2 separate regions of the Pan troglodytes genome follow, and region 1 is linked to region 2. A link is a contact called in public HiChIP or PLAC-seq data. All regions are on one chromosome and are shown on one strand. The core of a region is the stretch at or near the end of the contact, and the rest is flanking DNA. Distances in the headings are between cores, read along the strand shown.

Region 1 (2,830 bases), core at 44-2,543, 170 kb before region 2:
AGTATCCCCAGCGGGGGACGGGGGGAGGAGCGGTGCCTGCCACTCCCCAGGTGAATATTGGTTAAATAAATGGCCCAGTGAATACTGGTTAAATAAATGGTGGGGGAGGCATTGGTCAGAGAGGTGTTTTCTGCCCTCCTGGCTTCCCCTGTCTCTTGGATTTGAAGTTGCTCTGTGCTCTCTTCTCTCCCATCCCCTCCTCACTTTGGGCCTTGGGGAGGATGTGGAGGGGGCAGGTGAGATTCTAGGGCAGAGTCCTACCCAGCTCAGAGCAGGGCGGGGTCAGAGTGGAGCAGAGGAACCCCCGAGCCAGCGGCCAGTGCCTGCGGAGTGTCTCCCCTTCTCCTGCTCCCTCTCTATCTTTCTCACCCCTGTCCTCTCACGGCTACAGGTTCTTGACCACTTGTCTGGGCACTGCTCCTGTCTCCTGGAGCTCAGGCTGGATGGAGTCTCTCCCCCAGTTCAGGTAAGCGTCCCCTCAGCCCCCTCCCGCCAGCGTCCCCCAGCTCCTTCACTTGCCTGAGCCCGTCCGTGGACACTCCCCTGCGGGTCCGACCCGGCTGACCCTTGAGCACCTTGGGTCAGCAGGAAGGAAGGACCCCGAGAGCGCAGGACCACCAAGAGAGAGGCCGGGCCACCTCCTCCGCCGTCCGCTGACTTCTAGGGGCTGGGCCGGCGCACAGCAAGGGGGTTGGAGGTGGGGTCGCCCTCTCCCACGCGGCTGGGTTTCCAGGCGGTGTCCTGGGCCGAGCCGCTTGGAGATCCTAGATCAGCAGGTGGGTGGGAAAGGGTGCCCCGTCCTGGGCCCCCCGTCCTGGGCCCCCCCGCCCCTGCGCGCAGGGCAGAGACGCGCAGACCCGCTCCCACTCCGCTTGGCTCCCTTGGAGCAGCCCCGGCGGCGGCAGCGATGGGTTGGGAGGGGCCGGCGCGCTGGCCTGCGCGGGTCCCCAGCCGCCTCCCGCCACCCGGAACCCCTCTCCTTCAAGCGTTGACCGCCGACCCACAGCTCCCCTTCAACCCGGGGCGAGCGGGGTTCTTACCATACATCTCCCCTCTCCGCTCGGTTCCGTCCTTCTCCCGTTCTCCTCTAGGCTTCGCGGTTTGCAAGCACCCTTGCAAATAACTCCTAGCCCACCCACACCGTCTCGTCCGCACTTTCCGAGAGCCAGGCACGGATATATTGCAACTCACTCTAGGGCAGGGGGCAGGGGTACAAGTCGAACTGGCTCTGCCTTCAACTTCAAATGGATTCTTCTTTCTGGAGCGGGGCTGGAGCTGTGGGGCGGGGGAGGGGGGATTTTTCCAGGGATGGACTTGTTTTCAGCACCCCTTTCCCAATCAACCACCAATCCTGCACCCTAGAAAGGGGTGTGGACATGAGCCTGTCTAGGGAGTGACTCTATCTCCTGGTGGTGTGTGTAGGAACTTTTTGGGATGAGGGCTGGGGAGGAAGTGCTGGGCAGTAGGCCCACCTCAAGGCTGGGCTGTGTGGGAGGGAGGACAGAGGTGTGCTGACTTTTCAGACCCTGGAAGAGTTCAGCTGAAAGAGCATCTCTCCAACCTCTGCCTTCATTCGTTTACTCATCCATTCATAAACCCTACCCGATGTGACTGTGTGCCAGGCAGCCTTCATGCTGACAGTGGCCCTGTGGGGGAGGGCTACCATATCCTCCCTTTGCATCTGGGGAAAGCCAGGCTCAAGGCCCCACGGCCTCTTGCCCCAGCCCCTGGGAACCAGGATGTGAGTTTTATCTCCAGACTCCAGCCCCAGCCTGTGCAGTCCTCCTCCAGGTTGGCCCAGCAGGCATGTGACTTCAAGGAATCTGCTTGGACCAAGTACTCCCCACCTTTAGATCACTTGTGTGTTCTCAGCACCCAGCCTAGGGCCGGGCACAGTCGCAGTCACAGTCCTGGTGTGAGAATGGCTATTGGAAAGAACCAATTTCATTTCTTGAACAGACCACCGGAAGAGCTTGGTTCAAGGACCTGTCCCTGTCTACGCCCCTGTCCCATGCTGAAATATTGGAGGGTTCTACTCCCTAACGCTACCTACCATACCACCCATGCCAGCTAGGCCTGACCTCACCTTTTCTCGAAGTGTGAGGGGGAGAAGCCACATGTCTCCACATTGACTACTCCTGTGACCACGGGGAGGGAGTGGGGAGGTTGAGGTTGGGGATGTACTTGAGCAAGATGTATTGGGATATTCACCTGGGCTGGAGGGAAGATGTTTCAGGAAGCCCACTGCAGGGAAAAAGAGGAACTAGAGTCCCAGGCTCAAGAATTTCCACTCAGTTTAAGGGTCTTTTGAAGCCTTACCCAGTTCTTCCCCAGTGGACATGGCTCTTGCCGTTGTATGCTTTCATTCCTTGATTTATTCCACCTGGTCCCCAGCATCTGTCTCTGCCTGGCCCCGCCAGGCATGGGGGATTCCATAGCCCCACCCTGGGGAGAGCATGGCTGAGAGGGGTTGATGGGCAGGGGGGAGGGAACCACACTCTCCACAGCTCAGTCTCCACATCCCCCATTCCCACCCCCTCCACCCTGGGGTATCTCTGGGGCACTGAGGTGAGGATCGAAAATGGATAGGAGGAAGGGTCTCCTCATTGATTGAGGAGGGACCAGCAGCCTGAGATATTGTTGATGATAATGAAGGAAAGGAGAAGGGGCAGGGAATAGGCAGCAGCTGGGTGGAGAGGAGGGCAATTCAAAGAGAGGAAGTTGCTTCTCTCAGCTGAAGGAACCGAAGTCTCTACACCTGGCCAGCATTTGTGGAAGGCAGCCCCTTCATGGAGGTCTGTCGCGCTGTTGTCAGAGAACTGATCCCTGC
Region 2 (2,935 bases), core at 414-2,913:
GTGCAAAAACGAAATAATTTGCAGTCTTAAAGTCTCTGCTTCTCCTTTGTTCTACACTGTTTTAAAAAGTCTAGTCCCCAAAGCTTCTCTGCTCCTCTGTCTCCATTCTTTGCTTCTTTAGGACTCCCTGGGCTCTTGGCACATTCTCCAAGTCCACATTTCCACCTCAGATTTGGAGCTTTTCTTTCTACACCTAAAGACAGATCTCTAACTTATTCTTCATTCAGGATCTGAACTTACCTTCTCCCTAAAACCGTTTTTCCCTCTTTGACTTCCAAGGCCTACACCCTTTTTTCTTCCTAAGGACTTCCTTTCTCCTTCCTGTCAATGTGGCCCCTTGGTAGTGCAAGGAGATGCCTTCTTCCCATTCCACCTTTCACCACTACTCACTTGGCAAAGCGAGAGCGATTTCCAACCACACCGAATTCCTCTTCCTCTTCGGAGCTGGACTCAGAGTCTGAGTCGGGAGGCTCAGTGCGAAGCAGGCGGTGACTGCTTGGGCCTTTCTTGGGCTTCTTTCTCCGGCTGTCCCCAGCCAAACCAATCAATGCATTGAGCTCTTTGCGCTTTTTCATCTTTTTGTGTGGGGTGAGTGGAGCCCCGACTCCTGAGCTGCCAGGTTCGTACCCGACGCCCAATTCTCTTCCTGCCTTGGAGCTGCCTTCCAGGGTTGGGAATCCTGGGCCAGAGCCCCCTGGTCACTCCCACCTAGGGGTGGGACTGACCAGATCCGCCAGGGACTGGAGATTGGAGCCCAGAGGAAACTGGAACTCAGATGGGTGGGGGAAATCACATAGAAATGGCTAAGGAGCTGGTGACCCCAAAGGATAAGGCCTTGGGTGCAGAGTGTTAGTAGAGGGTGGAGAGGGACCTTTATCTCCCAAAGGGCGAAAAAAAAGCCAGGTCAAAAATGAAGGATTCTCAGCCCGGATAAGTAGGCAATACTTCTAAGGGTGCTCCAGGAGGTGAGGAAGGGCACGCTTAAAATACGTGTTTTGGACCTCCGGAGCAGGATTTCCAATGGAGAGGGAAGAGAAACTCGTTCTTGAATGGGAAGAGAGTGGGGAGGTGCAGAGTAAGAAAGTGGGAACGCGTCAGTCCCTTCCTTGCAGGAGAGGTGGCGGCAGGAGGGGGCTCCCAGCAGCTACAATCCAAACACTGCTTGGCCGCAGAGAAAATGCCCGGGCCAGGAAGCCGGCTGGGGTGTGTGATGATCACCGTTCTCCGGCCTCCGTCCTGAACGTGAAGGGGGCCCGAGGCCGAGGAAGATCCGGAGCCCGGCTCGAAGGGTCGGCCTGAGAGAAGCCAGTCCCGCGCCTGCTAGACCCCCGCCCCGCTGTCTGGGCCTTGGGGACACGGTGCCGCGGGCGACGGCGGCTCCGCCGACCGAAAGCGCTCCCGCCCGGAGTTTGAGGTCTCCGGCACGGGCAACTCTCGGCCACTCACACGCGCAGGCCCCACTCCAGCCGCGACTCCGGCCCCTGCTCCGGCTTCGGCCGCGGCTGCTCCCGACACGTTGTTGTTGGCGTTGGTGGTGGCGGCGGCGGCGGCGGCGGCCGCGAGCTCCAGCCCCGGGCCATCGCTCCAGCCCCAGATCACTTCCCCTTTGGCAGCGGCCGCCTGCGCCGCCTGCCAGTAAGCCGCACTCCCATTGGTCGCCCGCTGGGGTGACGTCACGCCGGGGCGAAAGTCGTGGCGGAGAGGTCGGGCGTTAAAGGGGCCCTGCCCCGGCTGGGGCTGGGTCCCACCTGCCGATTAGGGTGGCCCCGCCCCCAGGAGGGCTTCCGGGACCTGCTGCGAACCTGAGCCGGGTGGAGTCCTGCATCCTGCGGAGCGCGGGCGGGGCAGGCTAAGCGCCCGGCTGCTCGACCTACTTCGAAAGTTCATCAGCCGCCCAGGCCCCCTGGACTAACCAAGTCTGAAGGCTCCGCCTCTCTGACTCTCACACAGGCTGTTAAAAGTTTAGGCGCGTTTCAGATTAATTAACACATTCATTCAGTCAATAAATATTTATTGAGAGCTTACTTACTACGTGTCAGGAGCTGTTCTAGCGCTGGGGATACAGCCATGAACAAAATAACCAGGGTCCTTGTCTTCCTGTATAGTGTTGCCAGATTTAGCAAATAAAAATGTAGGACACCCAGTAAAGTTTGAATTTCAGAGAAACAGCAAACAATTTTTTAGCATTAAGACATCCCATGCAACATCTGGGACATCCTCACACTAAAAAATTATTCATTGTGTATGTGAAATGCAAGTTTAACTGAGCATCGTGTATCTTATCTGCCAATCTATTCCTGCAGTTTATTTATACTCTAGAGGGAGGAGAGCAACAATAGGCAAACATATTAAATGTCAGGAAGTGATAAGTGTTATGATGAAAATTGAAACACGGTCAGGTGATGGGGAGTGCCTCTGTGAAAAGGGAACATTTAGTCAGCTTATCGGAGGAGAGGTGAGGGAATGAGCTGTGCAGTGGCTACAGGAAGGAATGACCAGGAAGACCTGTTGTGGCTGGACCAGAAGAGCAAGGAGCAGAGTAATAGGAAATGAGGTCAGAGAAGCATGAGGCAAGGGCTTTAGGGCCTTATGGATCACTGAAAGGACTTTGGGAAAGCACTGGGGGCTTTAAGCTGAGAGGTAGCATACTCTGGCTTTTCCGTAAAAAAAAAAAAAAAAAATCACTCTGGGCCAGCGCGGTGGCTCACGCCTGTAATCCCAGCATTTTGGGAGGCTGAGGTGGGCGGATCACAAGGTCAGGAGATGGAGACCATCCTGGCCAATATGGTGAAACCCTGTCCCTATTAAAAATACAAAAATTACCTGGGCGTGGTGGTGCGCGCTTGTAATCCCAGCTACTTGGGAGGCTGAGGCAAGAGAATGGCTTGAAACCGGGAGGCGGAGGTTGCAACAAGCCGAGATTGCGCCACTGCAC

Evidence for each region. HiChIP or PLAC-seq counts read pairs in DNA pulled down with a chosen protein or histone mark.
Region 1: a contact with region 2 is called in an H3K4me3 HiChIP or PLAC-seq map of stem cell-derived excitatory neurons, with 4 times the contacts expected there. The contact joins the promoter of TMEM275 here to the promoter of EFCAB14 in region 2. A contact is called at or near these places in 3 of 7 Hi-C or Micro-C datasets (blood, induced pluripotent stem cells and stem cell-derived neural progenitor cells) and 1 of 1 datasets of contacts at active chromatin or transcription factors (stem cell-derived excitatory neurons).

Annotation. Positions count from the first base shown.
Region 1 is chr1:184,415,784-184,418,613 of NHGRI_mPanTro3-v2.0_pri, reverse strand. TMEM275 (transmembrane protein 275) reads right to left here and starts at 1,293. Exons shown (of 4, transcript NM_001357066.1): 1 at 1,041-1,293; 2 at 520-764.
Region 2 is chr1:184,241,641-184,244,575 of NHGRI_mPanTro3-v2.0_pri, reverse strand. EFCAB14 (EF-hand calcium binding domain 14) reads right to left here and starts at 1,663. Exons shown (of 9, transcript XM_016962440.4): 1 at 391-1,663. The coding sequence starts at 575.